2 separate regions of the Xenopus laevis genome follow, and region 1 is linked to region 2. The links are chromatin contacts, called in public Hi-C maps. All regions are on one chromosome and are shown on one strand. The core of a region is the stretch at or near the end of the contact, and the rest is flanking DNA. Distances in the headings are between cores, read along the strand shown. Region 1 overlaps LOC108718546 (laminin subunit alpha-1). Region 2 holds the start of lrrc30.L (leucine-rich repeat-containing protein 30).

Region 1 (5,390 bases), core at 272-2,771, 78 kb before region 2:
TGTTTAAAGGGTGCAACGACCTGGACAGTGGCATGCCAGAGGGGGATCAAGGGCAAAAATGTATCTGAAAAATACATTGTTGACACAGCGCTGCGTTTTGTGCTGTAAAGGGCAGAAATCACACTACGTCACTCAGGTGATGTTTCTGGACACGGAATGTGAAAAAGCTCACACAGCTAGGTGGCACTTGGTTAAAGACTGGGCAAACAATGCCTGCAAGGGCAACGTATACAGTAGTGGATACGGAATATATTATTGCTGCTGTAAAAACATCACTCAGGTGATGTTTACGGACACGGAATTATTATTGTTATTTAGACAGAATGTGAAAAAGCTCACACAGCTAGGTGGCACTTGCATACCTCCCAACTGTCCCTCTTTTGACCACTCAACCCCCTGTCCCTCTTTTGTACTGGAAAGTCCCTCTTTTCTCTGCACTGAACAGCCAGAAAAAAACCAGTTTCTAACTTAATTGGCTTTTGGCAGAGAGCTCAGAACAGCTAACAGGTGCAAATAAGATACTTTGTAACAATTTTTACTCTGGTTGGTGCTGGTGGTGGTGAACTACTAGGAGGAGCAGCACACCAGTCCCTCTTTTCTCTGCACTGAACAGCCAGAAAAAAAACAGTTTCTAACTTAATTAGCTTTTGGCAGAGAGCTCAGAACAGCTAACAGGTGCAAATAAGATACTTTGTAACAATTTTGACTCTGGTTGGTGCTGGTAGTGGTGAACTACTAGGAGGAGCAGCACACCAGTCCCACTCCCCAACACAGCTAGACTAATAGCACTGGGCTCTTACAGTAGCAAAGTAAAAAAAACAAAAAAGAAAATAAAAGCAGTTCTTACAAGGACTATTGGGTTACAGGCAGCAGTCAGCAGATGAGAGATCAGCAGCAGGACAGCTGCCCACAGCAGCTACATACAGAGCACTGCAGTAGAAGGTAGATTACTAGTCAGCAAAGCTACCTAACCTAAAATGTCCCTCAAATCCCTGCAGAGTTCTGTCCCTACAATACAGAGCAGTATCAAGTAGATTACTAGCCAGCAAAGTTACTATCAACTGTCCCTCAAATCACTAACAGCTCTCTCCCTACACTAGCTCTTCCAAGCACACACAGGCAGAATGAAAAAACGCTGCAGGGCTTCAGTTTATATATGGAAGGGGAGTGGTCCAGGGGGTGTGGGGGTGGTCCAGGAGGGAGAGCTTCCTGATAGGCTGCCATGTATCTGCTGGTCTGGGGGAGAAATGGCAAAAAAAAACGCCAGCTAAGGCGAACCCAAATTGGCGAACGTCGCGCGACGTTCGCGAACAGTCGATGTTCGCGCGAACAAGTTCGCAGGCGAACAGTCCGCGACATCCCTAAACAGAATATCAACATAAGACATATCTTTTACTCAAGGAGAAACTAGTTCTAATTTTACCTTACAAGCACAGACACCAGTATCTTCCTCGCAGCTGCACACAGTTTGTGTGTCATCGCACCAGGCAGATTGGGTACCACTGGGCTCACAATCACAAGCAACACAGCTGGGGTATTGCCTGAATCCAAAAGCGCAAGCATTGCAAGTCTGCCCTCCAAACCCATCTCTGCAAGGACATTGGCCAGACGACAGGTCACACTGAAGCGTTTGCGAACCTGCGATGCTGCAATTGCACTCCTAATAACACAATATATTTACATATTAGAAGGGATTAAATGCAATGGTCAAACAAAATAATGGCACCAAGTGGAACTTGGATGCTATTTTACTAGCCTGGCTGGTAAAATGATACAGTATTTGACACAAATGTTATTAGTAGGGAAGAAATATAAATATAAGCCCCCTGTACCCAGACCTTCCAAAGCTGCACCATCCCACATGACTACCAAGTTGCTCTCGCTCTTACCAGACAGCCCAGTTCTGGATCATGGCCCCAGTAGTTTGCTTCACAGGAATCACATTTAGGCCCAATTGTGTGAGGAGGACAAATACACTCTCCAGTGTTGGGGTTACAGTTGTTCTGCGTGTGTGCACAATCACAAGCTGGGGGAAAATAACACAGATTGTTTTAAGCTTTCCAAGGAGTACATTGAGAAGCAGAAAAATGCTTAATCGCCACAACAACAACAGAGAAGTCACTGAGGCTCTGAATAGGACTTACGCGAGCAGCCACCCTCCTGGAATGCATAAAATCCATGAGCACAAATGTCACACTTCAATCCAGCCACGCCAGGAACACAGGGGCATTGCCCTAAATCATTGCAGGCATCCGAGATGGAGCCCATTTGGCTACAGTTACAGGGAAGACAGCCCAGGCCAGTAGTCAAGCCATAATAGCCGTGCTGTAAAAACAAAAAATCCTGTCAGGCTAAAGTATGACAATTTGGAAGCAAATCAACGACAAAAATATCCTATCTAAAGAAAGCAAAGTATTGGGACTTATGTGCACAGTACAGGAATATCGATCTACTATGACTTAGCTCAGCAGAGCAATTCCTCTTTCACTGGTTCTACACAGAAGGATAAACGTGGCCCAATCTATTGTATCTAATTTTACCAAACTGTGTCCTTCTCTTCTAGTGTAGGAACAGAAGTTCCCTAAAGACTAAAAATGCTGTTAATCTACAATTGTAGGAGTTAATTGGATGACAAACCTCCATTCCCCATGTAATTGGTGTGACCAGTTGGTTAGCCTTCTGTCCTGCTTGTAAGACAAGCATAAGCCACAAGTATAAGCCACATTGATAAGCTATGCAAACATGAATTGAAGCTTCAAATCTCTATTCACACATAATTAAAGGATAGGTAAGTAGGCATAAATCCTACACATTATTTAGATACATTTGCATTTTGCCTACTTCAAAGTATGAAAGAATATTAAATATAGATTGATCCTGAGATGACCTGTAGTTGGTCAATGGTGTACACTGTACTCAATTGTGTAACTGTCATGCAACTGCATAGAGATGTATAGGAATGAATTTCCTTGTGTGACTGATCAGACCAGACCAAAGCTTCTTCCTACACTTGCATAGTGTGTATAAAGCCATGAAGATCCCACTGGGGTGCATAAGGAAAGGATGTAAAGTGTTATGGAAGGAGCAGATTGGACATAATATCTAAATAATACTGTGATCATTTTGACACCCAATATAAATAGATGCCTTTAGTCAATAAGCCATGTTTTAAGCTAGTTTGAACATAAAATATTCTTCTGCAATTTCTTACCATACACTGGTCGCATCTTTGTCCAAGTACATTGGTTTTGCACTCACAGAACCCAGTCTCGTGGTGGCACGTGGCCGAAATGGAACTGTTTGGGTGGCATCGGCATGCTTCAGAAAATGACATTATTGAGTTAATGGGGTTTATTCAGAGGTAGAATTTATTTTGGATTTATATTTCTATTTGGATCTAAGCAAATTACTGCTAAATACAAAATATGGATTTTTTAATGCTGAGACAATGCCCACTTCATGCTTGGTCAGAATTAGCCATTATACAATATGAAACCAGGATCTGCATATAATTGCACTTGAAATACTTAAGAAAATATTTTTATCACGTGCTGAAGTGATGCATCAAAAAGAAATGTTGTACACAAATGATGTTTTTCAAACACAACATTTAAGAAAACAATTGTTGGCTGGTTTGCTCTGGGTGACTCAAATACTAAATTTAAACTTCTTTTTGTTTGAATCTGTATAGAAAATGTAGTAGTTAACTTCTCACCATTCTTAGCTGGCAAATTATGACTGACTAAAGATAATGTTTGTAATCACAACACATCAAGGCCACAGGCTGGAAAATTCTGTTCCTGTCTCTAATGTTTGGATAACTGAAGCAAGATTTGTACAAGGCCAATGTTGAGAAAGATTTTTTTAATTTAATTATTAGTTTGTACTTTCTGGGTTATGTTTTACAAGCTCAGAACAGTTCATGACTTCCCCATGCTCTCTTATATTGCCCCTTATTCATAAATCCTCTTATCTCATCATCATTCCAACACTTCCTGCCTCTGAACCTCCTTGTTCCTCAGTCTTAAAACTTTCTAACAAAATTACAGTTGTGTAATTCATTCCAGCTGCATGCCCTGACAGAGACCTAGCTTAGCTACAAAGGATGCAATCACACACTTAGATCTCACATACTCCATATTCCCCTCTCTCTCTCTCTCTCTCTCTCTCTTTCTCTCTCTCTTTCTTCTCACTTTTAGCTTCTGTTTCTTCCTCTCACTCCTTGTTTTTAGTTTTTGTTTGCATTTTAGTTTCATGTGCATAAAAAACAATTTAATTCTTGGCCATAACCATTTTTGTTAGATCACCCTCTAAAACATTTTCTATCAAGATCCTACTGACACTTTCTTATTTCCTATCTTAAGATTCCCCAGTTTTGATACACAGTTTTCATACTGACCGTCAACAGTTGACTAAGAACAATGGAAAACATGGAAATTGCATTGTGCTATCTACAGGCGACAGCATTTTTTGTAACTGCATTTAAGCGTGATTAAGTGATTCATTCTCATTGATTTCATATCTCCAAATCATTCAAACCATACCTCTGTTAATCATTCTGCTATAGTAACCATCCTTCATTCTGAACTTTCCTAAGTTAAGCTTTCATAGTTACATAGTTAAATCGGGTTGAAAAAAGTCCATCAAGTTCAACTCCTCCAAATGAAAACCCAGCATCCATACACACACCCCTCCATACTCTCAGATAAATTATATATACCCATATCTATACTAACTGATCCTCTTCATGGGTAAAAAGGTCCCCTGCTATTTGTCTATAATGTCCTCTGATGTACTTGTAAAGTGTAATCATGTCCCCTCACAAGCTCCTTTTTTTCCAGAGAAAACAATCCCAACCCTGACAGTCTACCCTTTTGATTTAAGTCTTCCTTCCCCCTAACCAGTTTAGTTGCACCCGACATCCTAAGTTCTGAATCACTGAATTCCCCTAAAACCAAGCTTAGTTTCAGGTGAATTAAGCCTTGAAAAAGGGTGGGGATCTACCCAAAATATTGATGGATTGATGGGTGTGTAGGGACTACGATATTTCTAAGTATAATCTCAGTAAAGAATAATAATAGTTTGCTCATGCATAACATGTACTAACAATAATCCAAGAAGGTGACCATATGAATATTCCTCCCCTTGTCCTATGTGTGGTCAACTTTTCAACCCATACCTCCCTACACTATCACATAGATTTAGAAGTATAGCATCAGTTACCCACACATCAACATCATGTCAAGCCTATCAATTTACCTCCAACCCATTTTCTAATATTTTACTTTCATTGTTCCATTAGTACTTCCCAGCATAATGACCTTTTATCTTCTATCTGCCATGTTTCACTACTCTTTTGAGTATGCAGCTATCACATCTCTTCTTAAGAA
Region 2 (4,761 bases), core at 1,527-4,026:
TTCGTTGAGAGCCTCGATGAGCACAAGTCTGTAGTATGAAATCAGAAGCCATTTCAGGGAAACTAAGAATGTTTTGACATGAAGCATGAAAATGACAGCAGTTGAGACTCTGGAGAATGTATATCCAGTGCCTTGTCAGGATTAGAGAAAACAATTGTTAAAACATAAATATTATTGGAATTTTAATAAGGAAGTTATCCTCAGATAATTCCTATCTATGACCCTGATACATATACATATACAAAATTTCGATTTGTGTAATTTTAGAGATTTTTTCAACCTTGTCTAAAGTCACATTTAAAAAATCCATGCATTTCTACTTATTTATTATAAGATCCGAATACAGAATGCACGAATGAAATAAAAATGCGGAACAAATCAGAATAAGAATATGAAAACCACATTTACTACAAATTCTTAAACCTCAAAGTAACTATATGATACTATATTGACCCCTTCATATTATATTAACACAGAGAGCTATATTGCTTGATAACTATATATAAAGGCATGAGAAAACACAAGAGAAGGATAGACGGGGGATAAACTGTAGCAGTAAATACAAGACTAGAGGGCAAGTGATAAAAAAGAAAGAGAAGGTGCAAGTTTTGGCAGGGATTCTAGATTAGTTTATATCACCAGTACCTTCCCCCTCTCTGTTGATTGCATTCAATTTCATCTTTCATTTCCTGCAATGAACACAACAATCCAATTGTCTACTTAAAATATTTGCCACATAAACATACATAAATACAATACTGTATAAGGCATCTTCTTTTGAAAGATATTCAATTTTCATGGTCACTATCCTGACACTTATATATGTGCAAAGAAATATGACCTCCCAGGTTGCTAAACACCTTCACAATATGAAAGAGCACTCATATAGCCCATAACTAGACTATGTTCCTTAGAATAAGCTCACTTAGCGCTTTATTTTAATCATATGTCATGTTACTAACAGAGATGACTAAATCCTGTAAGATGTTCCACCGTCTATTTTATATAATGGACTGAATTAAATTTTTTGAAACTTTTGCATTGGGAAACCTTTAAAGCTGCCTGGTTCGCTGAATCCTGAAATTGGACAACCTCTGATGTATTTTATGTTTGTATATTTCATAACAGCTGTAGTATCACTAGGAGCCTTACTGTCAGACCACCATGTGGTGCAATGTCAAATGTACACAGGTCTGCAGTAGATATAACAAACCACTAATTAATGCTCTTTATGCACTATGAACGATGTGTTGATGTATACAGTGGGTGGTTAATTGTAATGGCACCCAAAAAAGTTTTAATTATTAAAGCTACCCTTAGTGGTGGCAAGCCTTACCATTATTGCGCCATATCCGAAGGAACAGTAACGGGTGACTCCCAGTGATTCCATTCAAGGGGAATGTCATTACATATTGTACTTTTGGATATTAAACTTTAAAGGGGTGATTTCCCCTTCAAATTACTTTTAGTATGCTATAGAATGGCTAATTGCAAGCAACTTTTAACTGACAAATACAAGAGGTCCTCTGCACTCAACCCATTATCAATATATTTAAGACATTGAGACATTTTGTGCATACTGCTACTAAAAATGCCTTACCCTTTAAACAAAACAGGGATTGTTTGTCCATATATTGCAATATATTTAAGCTGGCCAACTACGTCAAAGTCATCCCATATCTGGCCAGTCCTATGCTCAATTTTCATCTGATTCATTAAGAATTCTATTGCTTCATTATACATTTTACAAAGGGACTAAGTTTTACCTGCAACTTACTAGCTGCTTTCAAAGTAAAACTCCCAAACTTGGCCGCCCTTTTATTAGACACCAGTGGGATCACCTGACTATAGTTGGAGAGGGTGGGAGCTACAACATGGAGCTGGTCACTGCTCCTGTAGAACTATAACAAACAAGGGAAAGTTGTGCTCACCACTATTTTTTAAAACCATTAGGCGGGGGTGCAATGAGGCTGTGACCACAAAATACATATAGTCAAATACAAGAGTCCTCTGCACTCAACCCATTATCAATATATTTAAGACATTGAGACATCTTGTGCATACTGCTATTAAACAAAACAGGGATTGTTTGTCCATATATTGCAATATATTTAATTGACCTTCATTTTTTTCTTTTGAATTATTTGCATTCTTCTGATTTCTGCTTTCAAATTGGGGTCACTGACCCCATCTAAAAAACAAATGCTCTGCAATTTTTACAAATTTATTGTTAATATAGTTAATGTAAAGGTAAACAATTCCTTTAATGAGCACGGCCATATTTACCTCCTGTATTGGCAAGTATTAGTAAGGAGCGAATCTGTCCTATTCTTGTAGAATTTTGTGAAAAAATTTGCACATGGCGAAATGCGGAATTTCGACGCAAATCCCTGGCTGGCGAATAAATTTGCTTATCACTAGCAAGTATTTGTATTTCATCTGAATGTTTCACACCTAAACTCTTCTGTTATGGCCCCTTTTAAATAATTCTTAAAATGTCATCAATACAATATATACTTTTCATTTCTGACTCATTTCTGTACTCATTAATGCCTTAGAATTAGAAAATTTATTAAGTGCTGTGTTTATAGGCTGTTAGGTCACATTCATGGAAATATGATACACTCAATTTATATGTGACTTAGTGTCTGTTAAAACACAATAAAAAACCTTTATTCGGCCCTGTCGTAATCCATGAAATGACAGGGGCAGCTTGTACTGTAGTTATACTTGTAGTTGTCTATTCAGCAGACAGGCTGACCTAATTAGCTTTGAGCCAAAAGGCAGTCAATCTCAGAAGGCTCTTTATTTATAGACAACCTGTTTCAAGCTCCAATAGTTTAACTTTGTCCTGTGAGCCATGACATATTCTCTCACAGACCTTTTATTGGATATGAAATGGGAGCAAAATGTTCAATCCGATGTTCAAAAGGCAAGCAGAGGGAGGTAAGGAATTCACAAGAAAGAGAGGTTGATGATCATCAAAAAGAAGCAAGCAGTTCCACCTTCAACTTCGTAATGAAGGATATTCATGAAATCCCTACCTTCATCTGGGATATGACTGATGTTACAAAACTCAATCTTTCCCACAACAGACTGGAGAGACTTCCCCCTGAACTGGGAAAGCTGGGATATATAGTAGTGCTGAACTTGTGTGGGAACCAGATTGTATCCCTGCCCAAGGAGATAGGTCTACTGAGAAATCTTAGGGTCTTTTTCGTTAACATGAACTACTTAGTGGAGCTACCAGAGGAGCTGGGTTCATGCAAAAAGTTGGAAGTCCTGAGTCTTTCACATAACTACCTATCAGCACTTCCAGTATCGTTCAGTGATTTAACTTTGCTTAAAAAGTTGAATCTGAGCAACAACCGGCTTACTTGCATTCCCTCTTGCGTTTTTCAAATGAAGAATTTGGATTTTCTACATTTGGGTTCCAATCAGATAGAAGCCATAGCTGACAGTATTCAGTTTTTGGAACAACTGAAGATACTGGTTATTGACAATAACATTTTACGTGTTTTACCAAGATCTATTTGCTTGCTGACCTCCCTGGAACTTTTAAATGTGGATTACAATTGTATACAAACGCTTCCTGACGACCTGTATAAATTAATGAAGCTGACAAGAATCGCATACAATCCAATGGATAAAGGTCTTCATATAATAAATAACCCCTTAGCCAAGCCACTGCAGGCTATGGTTGATGGAGGGCTTAATATGCTCTTTGCATACCTTGAGGACAAAATCAAACCGGACTGAATGCTTCTCCTGGGATAATCACTTTTAGATTCAAAATTTAATTTAAAGTAAAGCCAATTAAATATTAAAGGGGGCAATATGCTAAAAATGTTTTAAACCATATACTAAATGAACAATCTTAATGTAGATATTGCTGACTTTGCTCTTTTAAATCGCTAATATAAATTGATGTTGATATTATATTTACAATAATAAAAAGATGTAATATATGCCACATCTAAGAGCAATATTAGACACATCTGCCATGTATTTTTATCATGAATTAGCATGTAACGTCTCCTACATCTATACTGCAAGTATCTCATTTTCACTTTTAGGGGGGAAAAAACAATAGGGGTACAATTAAGTCATTTTTTATGTGGGTATGCCTTGTGCAAAGGATTATTGTCATCAAAAGATGTTTACATTTAAGTTATCATTTAAAAGTCCAAAATTGCACAAAGGGCTGATAAGAAGGTAGGGCAGAAAAGGCATTTTACATAGTCATCTGGCTTTAGAGGGTTTTCTTCTGTGATAAAGTGTTCACTGCATACAATGCGTGTGAATCATATACAATGGGATTGTTCAAACTGTGCAACATGGTCTTATGTTGGGCATTAATAAACTGCTATACAAAATATATAGTGCCCATTACAGAGGAATATATAGGTTTTCACATTGCTACAAATAGAGAATTCCATCTGTCCAACACACTGTCCTGATTTTTTTCCGGAGTTTCCCATATTTATAGAACTGGCTTGGGTGCAGTGAGGGACATGGAAGACCATAACAGGGTGTGATTGGTGAATGTCCAGGGCAACATGCCACATTGCACATACATCAAGCTGATTTACCAACTTTGAGTTGTGCCATAGTATCCTATGTCTGAACATTTACTGAAAGGGATGGTTCACCTTTAAGTTAACTTTTAGGAAGTTATTTATCAAAGGATGAGTTTGTGAGGGGGTTTTCTACCTCGAATAAACTCACAACTCGAATGTATGCTTATTTATGAAAAAACTT

Evidence for each region. Hi-C and Micro-C count contacts between places; a contact is called where the count stands out from the background.
Region 1: a contact with region 2 is called in a Hi-C map of the XTC cell line, with 5 times the contacts expected there. The contact joins the enhancer-like site here to the promoter of lrrc30.L in region 2. A contact is called at or near these places in 2 of 4 Hi-C or Micro-C datasets (the XL177 cell line and the XTC cell line).

Annotation. Positions count from the first base shown.
Region 1 is chr6L:112,415,077-112,420,466 of Xenopus_laevis_v10.1, reverse strand. It overlaps LOC108718546 (laminin subunit alpha-1), which reads right to left. Exons shown (of 63, transcript XM_041566381.1): 20 at 3,212-3,318; 21 at 2,145-2,325; 22 at 1,890-2,026; 23 at 1,424-1,660. Among protein-coding and RNA genes, the nearest start is that of LOC108718546, 59 kb to the right of the region's middle. Within about 2 kb of position 1,521, at least 1 of the 7 cell types and tissues checked has an H3K27ac peak or open chromatin away from gene starts, as enhancers often do.
Region 2 is chr6L:112,338,780-112,343,540 of Xenopus_laevis_v10.1, reverse strand. lrrc30.L (leucine-rich repeat-containing protein 30) reads left to right here and starts at 2,776. Exons shown (of 1, transcript XM_018267186.2): 1 at 2,776-3,911. The coding sequence starts at 2,899. The coding sequence ends at 3,759.